Linked DNA regions of Mus musculus: all the other regions are linked to region 4. A link is a contact called in public promoter capture Hi-C data. All regions are on one chromosome and are shown on one strand. Each heading gives the region's core, a stretch centred on a gene start, on an enhancer-like site or on the middle of the called end of the contact. The rest is flanking DNA. Distances are from core to core; before and after follow the strand shown.

Region 1 (2,844 bases), core at 97-2,596, 170 kb before region 4:
CAGCCATGGTGAATTGTATACACACACACACACACACACACAGAGAGACAGACAGACAGACAGACAGACAGACAGACAGACAGACAGACAGCGTACTTTCCCCACATTTCTGATGTGTTTTGGTCACATTTTCATATGTAGGGGTTTACTCCTTCATTGGCAATGAGAAAACGGGTGCAGAGGGTCCTAGCATTTCTTCCAGGTTCCACCACAGGACATCATCAAGCAGAAGGAAAAACAATTGTCTGTCCTGCTTCCAACAGCTCTGGAGAGCTGGGCCCAACGTCCTCACCTCTCTACCATCACCCAGCCCTGCCCTGGCCCCAGCAGATACCTGATGCTCCCCGGAAAGGTGCACCTCACCCAGTCCTCTCTCCTGGCCCCTAGGCCTGGCATTGAGGCCCCAGATCGGATTACAGCCCCCCCCACCTGCTCCCTTGCACACAACTTGCCACATTGTTGCTGTAGGAAAGTTATCTAGCCATGGATGCTGACCCCAAGCTGACTCACTCACCTGGATTGGGCCCCTGAGCCCAGGGACTTCCTGGGAGCAGGAAGAAAACGGTAGCCTATTCTGGGGCCCTGTGGATGATGTTGAAGCCAGGCACCGACTGAGAGTGAGGACTTGGGAGTAGGAGGGAAGACTGGCCACCTCTGTTCCCTCACCTCCTCCCCTAAAGAGTGAACACTCCGAGCTGAGCATAGTTAGTGAGGAAGGGATAAGAGTCAAGGCAGGCAGGTCTGACTCAGCAAGCAGCCCCCTACAGGCCCAGCAGGGAGCCGGAGGGCAGAAGGGGTGGGGTCTTTGGTGCCAGAAAAGATGACTGGGCAATCCTTGAGGACCCAGAGCTTCTGCCAAAAGCAGCCTTCCTCACCCCTAGCCTGGTTCCCACGGAACAGCCCCGCTACTCCAATACAAGACGGCCCCTCCAGAGAAGGGAGTCCCTCAGGAAGCTAGGATGGAGGCAGGATAAAGTTTGTAAACCCTAGGACCCCGCGGGGACTCCGGAGGCTCAAGAGGCAGGGAGGGCAGCGCTAGCAAATGGAAGAAGTTCATGGAAGCAAAAGCTTGCAAGAACCCGGCTCTCAAACCCCAGGAAGTCTGGAGCCTGAGATGCCAGAGTCCTCCGATGCCATTTTGGAGACCCAGGCGTCCTCCTCCCTCCACACCACGACACCAGGCAGAAACCTGCTCCCTAGACTATCTCTAGGGTTTTCCTGGCGCGAAAGTTTGAGCGCCTTCTGCGGCGCTGGTCCGCCCTGTCTCCCGAGTCTGTATCTAGCGGGGCCAGCAGCGGATACCTGGATCACCATCTCCATCCATCGCTGCGGTGCTGTCAAGAGAGAAGAGCCTGAGCGCTGCGGGTGGCGAGTCCTGGAGCTGCCCGCGTCAGCCGGGCCCGCGCCGCCGCGCCTCTTAAAGGCCCCGTGCGCCCCGCCTCTGGCCCCCGGCTAAGGGCTGGGAGTCCTGTACCCCCCCACCCCCACCCCCCGCCCCGTAACCCAAGGTGCGGCTTCCGGGAGGAGCCTGGGACTGGAGAGGGGCAGGGACAGCTACAGAATGGGTGGGCTTCTAGTGTGCCTGGAGGATGACTGCAGGAGGACATATGGAGTCGGACTACTGGGGAGTAGAGGGTGCTGGCGCCGAGCCCAGTGGAGTTGGGGGTATCGGAGCTTTCCTCCTCCCCAACCCCCCAGGTAATTTTCCTACGCTGTGATGGGGGCGAATCCGGGGAGTGCGCGGGTGAGGCGGGGCCTGAAGGAATGGTGGGCGGGGCCTTGAGGGCAGTGGGCGGGGCCGCATCGTGAACCAACTCTGGCAGAAAGGCGCAGTTCCAGTACCCAGCGTTGTGGGGCAGCCGGACTAAAAGCTGGTGACGGAGAAAATGGGGTGGGGCGTGGGGCGTGGTCTGACAAACAGTGGGCGGGTCGCACCCCGGGCCTCCATTGGTCCGTAAGGCTCATCCCCAGGATCCAAGGGTATGGCGCAGCGCGACCAAAAGTAGTTGACAAGGAGAATGGGGAGGGAGAGGGGCCAGTGTTGTGGGATGGGGATGGGGCGGGGTCTGATGAGTAGTAGGCGGGGCTGTGTCTTGGGTGCTGTTCTCCAACGTAACCCGGCTAAGAGCAGGTGACAGAAGGAGGGGAGCAGTGAGCGCCCCAGCAAGGAGACGTTTGGCGGGCAGTAGGCAGGTCTGCCTTCCGGGCCACGCAGGCTCGGGCTGTACAGCCCCACGGCCTGGCAGGATCGCTCAGCGCGACGGATCGCAGGTGACTGCGGGAGGGGGAGCGCCCAGTTCGGGGACTGAGGCACAGTGGGCAGAGACCTAGAGGGGAGGGGGGGGGCGCGCGCGCTCTGCGATCATGAGGGCCTAGCGCCTTTAAGGCCCAGGCCTCAGGCTTTCTCCCCTCCCCTCCCCCCACTGTACTGTGAGGCTTCGAAGAACTGGGCTATGGACGCCATCGGTGCTCAGAGATCTGAATCTGGTCTTGAGCAAGGTAGCCCGTTTTAGAGCCAAGCATAAATGGGAGACTGCAGGGGGCCGGGGCGGGTGGGGGGGGTGCGGGAGGGAGATAGGAAGGCTCTTTTCCACTCGTACATCTTTCCTCAGGCTCAGGTAAACGGGTCATATTCTCTGAGATCTTAAGAACGTCACTGAGCCCTTTGTACTCCGTGACCGGTCCTGAGGGCCAGTGATAACCCCCGATCATCATCTCTGTCCCTTTCCCCGTGTGGGGGATGGGGAGGAAATGAAGAGTGGCAAGCTGGAGGGCTCACAAGGCCTCCCATTGTTACCCTCCTCTTAAAAGACTGCTGGCCTATTGAAAATGGCTGGCTCTACC
Region 2 (2,700 bases), core at 138-2,637, 150 kb before region 4:
ATAATAATAATAATAATAATAATAATAATAATAATAATAAACAGAGGCTGGAGAGATAGCTCAGAAACTAAAAGCACTGGCCACCGGACCTTCAGAGTCAGATTCCCCCATCTTCCAAATGCCAAGGGTTCCCATGTGTTCTTCCTGCCTCAGTGAACACCCCCAACAAACAGACATAGACACACACACACACAATTAATATAGATCTTAAAAAGTAAAAAGCTAGGTATGGTGGCTCACACCTTTGTTTCCAGCACTAGAGAGACTGAGACAGGAGAATTTCTGTGAGTTTCGGGCTAGCCTGGCCTACATAGTGGAGACTCCACACCAGCCAAGACTAAACAAGGAGACAAATAATTAATCATAATATTCTTTTTGGTTTTTTCCCTTTTTTCTTTCTTTTTTTTTTTTTTTCTTTTTTTCTTTCGAGACAGGGTTTCTCTGTATAGCCCTGGCTGTCCTGGAACTCACTTTGTAGACCAGGCTGGCCTCGAACTCAGAAATCCACCTGCCTCTGCCTCTGCCTCCCAAGTGCTGGGATTAGCGACCACTGCCCGGCTAATAAATATTTTTTTAGAGTTTAGGGAGAATGAAAAGAGAAAGAAGGTGACAGACAATGGGAATCCTCTTTATCCAAACCTCAGAAACCCTTTAAAATGCAAGCTTGGAACAGCTCTCATCCAGAGAGCTAACCATCTAACCCAGAGAATTTATCTGAGTTCAGGGAGGGAAGGGCTGGGTGGTGAGAGACAGGAGGCTGTCCGCTATCAGCCTCTGTTGAGGAGTGAGGAAGCTTGCAAGTAGAATAAAGGTTTTTAAATCCAGCCGGGCACCGGGGCTCACCTGAACCGGCACGTTGTACTTCTTGCGCTTCTGGAAGATGCCCACCGGGTAGACCTCGCGCACATAGAGAATCAGGTGCACGGCCACCTCCAGGAACTCGGAGAGCACGTCAGCCACCACTGTGGTGGGGACACAGCTGATGAGCAGGACTCCAACCAGGATCGCACTCCCTCCACCCCCCGCAGGCTCAGATCCCTACCTTGGCCAAAGTTGAGGTCTTGGCGCGTGAGGGTGGTCATCCTTGGCCGCCTGGGGGAGGGCGTGGAGGGTGTCTGTAGGGACTCAAGGCAACCGACCCCGCACGCGGGAAACGCAGCCCGGTCGGGGGAAGCCCCGCCCCCTGAGCAGCCGGATCCCTCTCGGCGGAAATCCCGCCCTCTCTACGCTCCTCCCCGATTCGCCGGCTCCGGTTTCGACCTCAGGTTCCAATCTACGACCGGGCTATAGAAACCACCGTCTGAGACCCCTAACGCGCTACTCCAGAATCCCCTGGCCTCAGTAACCACCGCGGTGCTCCCGCGGTCCCAGCACAACCATAAGCCACGCCTACCCCGGAGCTGTCCAATCAGAACCTCGCCCTGTTGGGAGAGGCGGGGCAGGCTCGGGGGTGGAGCTTAGGGGCGGAGCCCCGCCTGAGCTACAGGAATCTCCAAGGAACGAGCTAAACCGCCTTTGGATTTCAGGTGGGAGCGATCAAGAGATTTCCATGGCCTCTGCGTATGATCGCTGTGTTTTCTCCTCCCGGACATTTCTCTTTAGTAGTTGCAAGTGAGAACCTGCTGCAAGCACAGCTGGGTACCAAGGGAGGGCAGCGACATCTGCTGCTAGTCCAGCGTCAACGTCCCCGGACTCTTAGCTTGCCCAACCGAAAGCGAATCCGCAGGCTTGGGGGCGGGGACAGGGAACGGTAAGAAGCAACCGAGACGCTCCACCCCGACCCGAAACTCAAGTAACATCGGGGCTTGACCTCCCTAGAGAACTAAGTGTCCCATGGTTTCTTCTCAATAGCTGACCTTTGGAAGCTGCAGCCAGTAGGCGCTGGGCTGGGTGTCTGGGAGTTGACTCAATAAATCTTCAGAATACGTGTGGGTTCCTGGCCGTCTTTTTTTTCTGCGGACGAGCCTAATGAGGACTTGTCTGTGTCGTGAGCAAGCGGAGGGGGCGGGCAGCAGTGCTGCTCCAGGGTCCTTCCTGTAGAGGTACGGACTCAATTCCAGAGGAGTCGAAAGGGCCTCAGATCATTTTAATAGTATGAAAATTATATCCATTATACGGAACCCTTTTATATTACAAACCCTGAATTCTATTTATTTAATGTGCGTAGGTGTTTTGTCTGCATCTATGTCTGGGCAGTATGTGACTGCTTGGTGCAGGTGAAAGCCAAAAGAGGGCGTCAGATCTCCTGAAACTATAGCTACAGATGATTGTGAACCACTATATAGGTGCTACAAATTGAAACCACCATTCACCACCCAGTACCCTACCTCTCACTTCCTCGGGAAGAGCAGCCAGTGGTCTTAACCACTAAGCCATCTCTCCACCTCCCCAAACTCTGATTTATATTAATTCCTTTATTAGCCCTAGGAGCTAAGTATTGCCTTCACAGCCCAACTTTATAGATGTACAATAGGCTCAGGAACGTTCCTTCTTTCACCAAAGCCTCACGGATGCAATATGTTCTGACGCTAGGTGAGAATTCAGCTTAACTCACACCCTTCTGTTTAACTGAAAGAAAATCTGAGGTTAGAGAAATGGTCTGGAGTTAGGGGTGACATGGCAGGCCTAGAAGCCAAGAGAATTTAAAGAAGTGGTTCAATGTGTGGGCTTCAACCCCTTTGGGGTCAAATGACTCTTTCC
Region 3 (2,971 bases), core at 274-2,773, 140 kb after region 4:
TCCTGTTTATCACTGGCCCATCATATTCTCTCTCTCTCTCTCTCTCTCTCTCTTCCTCTCCCTCTCCCTCTCTCTCTCTCTCCAGGGTTTCTTTCCCTTTGTATCCCTAGAATTTGTTCCAGGTTGTTCTAGAATTAGTTCTGGGGACCAGACTGGCCTCAACCTGAGTGAGTGATCTGCTACCACTGTTTCATAGTGCTGGAGTTAAAGGCATGTACCATCATATGCTGCTAAACTAGCCTATCACTTCCAACCCAGTCTCTCCTGCAAGGAGGACTGACCAGTCAGAACTCTCCGATTCTAATTTCTGCCCCGAGGAATGGCAGCCTTTTTCCTTCTCCAAGCTTGTGATTCCTGGGACAATTGCAGTTTCAGCCATCCTAGGAAGCCATCCTCAGCCCTCAGGTGCTGGCCACAGGGAAATCCCTGGTCACCCACAGCCCTTCTTCCTCTCTATGGACAGAACTCTGAGTCCTAAAAAGGTAAGAAGATGCATCCTCCATGTGTTCACAGAGAGGCAAAGGCAAAAAGCCTGGGGAATGTTCAACAAGGATGAACTCAGTGGCTTATCTTTTATGGGACGATCTTGAGTTTAGAACAGGCTAGAGCACAGGAAGGAAGAGCTGAGGAGGGTCTCCACATCTCCCCCATTGCAGACATTTCCTAGTTATAATGTCCAGCGTACAACCTTCCATGCGACTACCATGATTTCACAGGAAGCCAGTAAAGTCATTCACACTTTGGCCAAGCCTTGACTCTTCCACAGGCTGGCACTACAAGGTTCCTTTCTGCAGTCCTGGCTGTTCTAGAATTCTCTCTATAGATCAAGTTGGCCTCAAGGTCAAGCGATCCCTCTACCTATGCTAAACCATGTCTGCCTTCATTTCTCGTTCTTGATGCTGGACAGAGACCCCATCACTCCTCCATCATGTATTGTCGCTGAGGCCATTTCAGGTTTAACTAGAATTTGATTTCCTTGATCAAGAATTCTAGGAAAATTACTCAACTCCACTTCTAGGAACCCAAGGTCAGGATATCCTTGCTAACTTATCTCAACCTGTTTGTGCTGGAACCCCCTCTGGCTAACTGCTTATCTTAGCTTCTACTAGAGACTGCTTGTTTCTGTGAGGATTCTACTTTGGTTGCCAGATGTAAAAATCTGGAGCTAGGGCACTCAGTGCCCTCGGCAGCTCAGCTCACTCTCCAGTGTACGTATTGAAGAGAGACTGTGGGGTAGAGTTATCGTCCTATGAACCTCTGTACGCTAATCCTGATTTTTGCTGGAAATAGACCAACTCAACAATTTTGAACCAAATTTAAAGCAGGCATTTATTAAATATTAAATACTGACCAAGAGACAGACCTGGGTCAGTAAAATTCCCCCGGAATTTGCCAGCGCGAACGGCCTCAGTCACGTGTTACAGCGGTTTCTTTTTAGATATTCAACTAGACCACCGTACTTTCCCATGAGCCTTTGTTATTTCCAAAGAACTACAATTCCCAGCATTCCAGGAACTTACGTAGTTCCGGGGCAGAGGAGGCTTCCAGGTTAATTTTGAGAATTACAGATGCAAGCTCTCCACCTTGATTTCAGGAGGAAGAAGGGGAAGTTAGTAGTGGGTGGTCTGAGGGACGCTCAGGCAAGGTCCTAAGTCTCGACATGGTGAGTACAGGGTCACTGCCCATATCGGGGAGGAGCAGGCGGATGAACCTGGGGAGCTGGTGTGGTGGGTTCTCCTCGGGACTGGGTGGTAAGCGGAGGCCAGATGTGGCCACCTGTGGGGTCTGTTTTAGTTCTAGTCATTCCCTGGACCCGGTAGTGGGCTCTGAATAACGTCACTATCCGGACTGCTTCTGCGCCAAGCATTTGGAGTAAGGACTTGTGTGCAGGATCATCCTTGGCAAGATGCCAAACTCGAAGAGACCTGGTTTCTCACAGTATCTTCTACAACTTTTTTCCTTTAGCATTTAACGTTTAGTTGTAAGGTCCATTTGGAGTTCATTTTGTGGCGGTTGTAAAAGGTGTCTCACGTGTTGGGTAACACTACAATGTTAATCTGTGATGTAGAAGAATAGGATTTATGATGTAAAGGAATTGCAGTGCTTAGGAGAGGGTAAGTCACACCACATAGAATTTAGATAAGTGAGGATGCCATCTAAAACACCCTACAGATGGGTACTATGCTAACCATGTCTGTTAGATAGGATGCTAGGATACACATTTTTGTTCACTAGGATTGTCCAGAAATATGGCTGAAGAGCAGAACAAAGGAGACAAACCAGATTTACAACCAGCTGCTAGGCCATTCCCATTGATAAGTTATTTGTTCTCTGCTGCTCAAATGAGCCAGTTCAAGCCAGCTTGGATTATATTAAATGTCAGTTTATTGGGAAGCCGCTCTTGTTCACTGGCCCCAAGGACCGAGGTCAAGGAAGTTACCATGGTGAGAGAGGGAGGCAGAGAAAGAGAAAGCAGGCAGGGGACAGAGAGAATAGGAGAAAAAGAGAAAGTGAGAAGAGAGCAAGAGAGAGAGAGAGAGAGAGAGAGAGAGAGAGAGAGAGAGAGAGAGAGAGAGAGAGAGAGAGAGATTGCAACATGAGCAAGACTACACTGTTGTCAATTTCTTGCAAAGGAACAACTCTGTAGTGTTGAGGGCTGTTTTTTTTTTTTTTTTTCAAGTAAGGCTTTCCATGTGATGGGGGGGGGTGGGGAGAGAGAGAGAGAGAGAGAGAGAGAGAGAGAGAGAGAGAGAAAGATTTTGAATTAGTCAGTGTGGAGAGGAGTTTTGAGTCAGAACAGCTGAGTTGACCAGCCAGCAAGAGTTCAGGAAAATCTAGGAAAGGCGAGCTTATTCAGCAGTAAATCTCTGAAGCTGGGATTGTCCAGAGACTAGAAACCTTCAGGACTAGGCTAGGTAAATAGGCTGAGTCAGTAAGCCTCAGAGAAGACAGTTACCTCAGGTGAATAAAA
Region 4 (3,099 bases), core at 227-2,726:
GGAGAGGGTTCCAGCTGGGCAGCCGTGGTACATGCCCTTGATCCCTGCACTCTGGTGGGAGAGGCAGGTGGATCTCTGCGAGTTTGAGGACAGCCAGGTCTATCTTAAACCAAAATAAACAAAAGCAAAGTAAAAGAGCTAAGAGATAGATTGAAACTCACGGACACAAATCCTTTTCAAAAGCAGGAAATACGCTATGTTTATTATGTTGTGGCAAGTTTGTGCTCCAAGATAAGAAACAGTCTTGTAGAAAAACAACAAAATAAATTAAAAAATAAAAATAAAAATAAATATAAATAAATAAATAAATAGGATCACTTCAAAGGTGGTCCCAGAGCTGGGGAAAGAGACCCAGGCAGAGTCAGAAACTGGAGTCTCCTGCAGCCAGGAGGTCTTCCTACAACAACTTCAGTGCTGTGGGGAGGAGAGACAGGGCAATGTCACACTCGGAAGTGAAACTGAAGCAGGTGCCGAGTCCCCCACCACCACCACACCCCCATCTTCAGTCCCCAGATGATGTCGAAGTTTAAGGCTCTGGAAAAAGCTATCTCACAGGGCCTCTGTTTCTCCTGTAAAGTGGGTTGGGCATGCCCTTTGCCTGAGGGGAAATGCTCAGAACTCTTTCTGCCTTGTGAAGGGGTGATTAGACATCAGGCAGTCTGCTCCCTCAGAGCGTGTGACCCCTCTGATGGAAGGTAGGTGCTGACCTGTGAGAATGTAATGCAGAACCCATGTGATATTTCCTGACAGGCTGCAGGAGTATGCCAGATAGCAAACCTAGGGGCCTCTAAGGGTAGCATGCACGGGGATGGGATGGGTGTGCAGCTTTGCAGGGAAGTGGCAAGGTAGGTGCTCACCGTTACAGCCCAAACGACTGACGGATCCGATCCGGTCTATCTTGTGCCCAAAGCAGCTTGAGATATGTGTCACCTTGGAATTTTGAGGTCTCTGCTGGACCCGGAGGGTGCTGCCTTGAGACCGAAGGACTCTTTTTGGGTGTTCTTTTGTGAGGCCTTGGTCCTTCAAGAGCTGTCTCTGGGCCATTTCCTCCGACTTTTCTCTTATCAGCTCCAGCAGCTTCTGTGATGGATTGGGGAGCCCAGACGTCAGAAACACACACACCTGAATCCCCCATCCTTCCATAGTGCTCATCAGTTAAGAGATATGCTGCCCAATCTTTCAGTTTGCTGACTCTCACATGGCTAATTCCCAAAGGACTCGAGGTCTTTTCATTGCCGCTTCCCAAACCCTTCAGGCAGACCCTCAGTGCTCACCTGCATCTTGAATTGCTCTGGAGACTGGCTAGGACTTCCCAGAGGATAGGAGTGACCTCCCAGCGGTGACAGATAAAGGAAAAGCAGAAACAGAATCATCTGGGACAGCACCTTCAGGAGATCCATGCCGCAGAAGCGATGGGCCAGGCAATGATGCCGTGTTCTCCCTTGTCTCGCCTCCCCAAGCAGCTTGTGCACTGGTGTCTTCAACAACGGTGCCTCTGCCTTTTATACTGGGGCTGAGTGTCCGGCCAGACCTTTTCACGGAGTAGGGGTGGGGTTATCTCTGATTTATCAGCTGCATTCCTGCCGGCTGAGCTCAGGACCTGAGAATTCACCCCTCTGTGCCTGTGTGGAGTATTCATTGTGGGTGGAGGCTGTGGAGAGCAAGCCTTGTATAGAAATGGGCTGGGCTAGGGTGGGGGTGTGCGGAACACACTAACAGTCCTTGCTTCCTGCTCCCTTCTTTCATGCAGAGCCTGAGGGCCTATGACATCCTGCCCCACCCCTATTGGAAATGGCGGGGAGAGCCCCAGCTTTCCCAGCCTGTGGCGAGTGTGGGGCTTATGGCGTGACTCATGGAAAACATTCCCAAACAACACCCACCATCACCAGCCTCCCGGGGAGAGTGTCCTCCAAACCTGTAATCCAGGCCCGGCCTGGCTTCCCAGCACCTAGCTGGACTGCACTACTTCCGGGTACTCTGGTAGCTGTCCGTGGTTCTGATCGCCACACGTGTACTTCACACCAACTTTCAAGCTCTCTCCTCAACCGATTTCCAGGCCAGAAGGAGCTATGTGGCTCACACAATGGTTTTGATACCCACCTTCCAACAACCCCCCTCAAAAACTTGTGAAGATTTCAGCTTGAGGATGCTCACTCTCCAGTGTCAACTGATTAAAAGCTGGGATATGACAAGGAACTTCTGGAATTCCAACCCTCCTTTCTGACCCTTAACAAGAAGAGCTGATTAGGATAGAATTTTGAGTCTGACCCAAAGATGAGGTCACGTAGCCATGCCATCTGGGGCATCATCTCTGGGTGCCAAAGTCTCCTCCCCCACCATGAGTGGAAGAGAAAGTGTGCCTAGACTCCAGACGTGTGGGAAAGGCCTCTCCCCAGCTCTCTCTTAGCTGATCGGCCAACAGTGACGTCTCCCTCACACAACGCACCCAGCCTCCCACTCAGATGAGAATTGAGACTCTGAGGAAGTGAAGCTGAGGCATATACACCCAGGTGTGCGCCCAGTGTCTCTATCCCTTCTGCAGAATCTGTGCTAACAACTGTCAGGTTGGTCAAGGACAATGACCAGGAGTGGCAGTGGGTTAAGGCAGAGATGGAGAAAGGGGATAGTTAGAAGATCATGAGTCCAGAACCAGTCACATTTGGAGAAAGCTGTTAGGTTCTTCTGCAAGCTTCTGGGCCTCTCGGACCCATGTTTGCATGAGATTCTGTGTTCTGACCCAAGGGAAACACACACTCTCTTCTAAGCAATTGTTTAGGAGAGGCAGAGAATGCCTCCATCTCCACTCTTAGCTCAACCCTTCTCCTTGCACATGAATTTGTCTCCTAATCCTAATCCTTCTCACACAATTTCCCTCTGAGAAACCAATTAGCCTACCACCCCCACGTCCAGTTTCAGTAAATTCTCAGGACACAGGCAGAATAAAGCCAGATTCTTGGCTAACAGGTCATACAAAGGACCCCCAGCCAAGTTCCTGATAGAGCTTATCTCTCCTCTGAGATAGCCACTATCCACATCTCTATCACCATTCCTGTCATCTGGCTTGTGTGTGGCAGGAGCTTGAAGCCATTGGTAATGTAA

Evidence for each region. Promoter capture Hi-C pulls out the DNA fragments that hold promoters and counts their contacts. Capture Hi-C pulls out chosen DNA fragments and counts their contacts.
Region 1: a contact with region 4 is called in a promoter capture Hi-C map of pancreatic islet. The contact joins the promoter of Fbxo2 here to the promoter of Nppb in region 4. A contact is called at or near these places in 3 of 39 promoter capture datasets (embryonic stem cells, pre-B cells and stem cell-derived epiblast-like cells), 1 of 484 Hi-C or Micro-C datasets (embryonic stem cells), 2 of 115 datasets of contacts at active chromatin or transcription factors (embryonic stem cells and extraembryonic endoderm stem cells) and 2 of 9 other capture datasets (liver and pancreatic islet).
Region 2: a promoter capture Hi-C map of adipose tissue shows a contact between it and region 4. The contact joins the promoter of Mad2l2 here to the promoter of Nppb in region 4. A contact is called at or near these places in 1 of 484 Hi-C or Micro-C datasets (embryonic stem cells), 1 of 115 datasets of contacts at active chromatin or transcription factors (embryonic stem cells) and 3 of 9 other capture datasets (adipose tissue, liver and pancreatic islet).
Region 3: a promoter capture Hi-C map of macrophages shows a contact between it and region 4, with 5 read pairs. The contact joins the promoter of Zfp933 here to the promoter of Nppb in region 4. A contact is called at or near these places in 2 of 39 promoter capture datasets (cranial neural crest and macrophages) and 1 of 9 other capture datasets (pancreatic islet).

What each region holds. Positions count from the first base shown.
Region 1 is chr4:148,159,170-148,162,013 of GRCm38.p6, reverse strand. It overlaps Fbxo2 (F-box protein 2), which reads right to left and starts at 1,346. Exons shown (of 6, transcript NM_176848.1): 1 at 1,303-1,346. The coding sequence starts at 1,324. Fbxo44 (F-box protein 44) reads left to right here and starts at 1,920. Exons shown (of 6, transcript NM_173401.5): 1 at 1,920-2,271.
Region 2 is chr4:148,139,177-148,141,876 of GRCm38.p6, reverse strand. It overlaps Mad2l2 (MAD2 mitotic arrest deficient-like 2), which reads right to left and starts at 1,387. Exons shown (of 8, transcript NM_027985.3): 1 at 1,043-1,387; 2 at 844-962. The coding sequence starts at 1,082.
Region 3 is chr4:147,846,970-147,849,940 of GRCm38.p6, reverse strand. It overlaps Zfp933 (zinc finger protein 933), which reads left to right and starts at 1,523. Exons shown (of 4, transcript NM_198619.3): 1 at 1,523-1,663. The coding sequence starts at 1,661.
Region 4 is chr4:147,984,277-147,987,375 of GRCm38.p6, reverse strand. Nppb (natriuretic peptide type B) reads right to left here and starts at 1,476. Exons shown (of 3, transcript NM_008726.6): 1 at 1,275-1,476; 2 at 858-1,080; 3 at 171-414. The coding sequence starts at 1,400. The coding sequence ends at 398.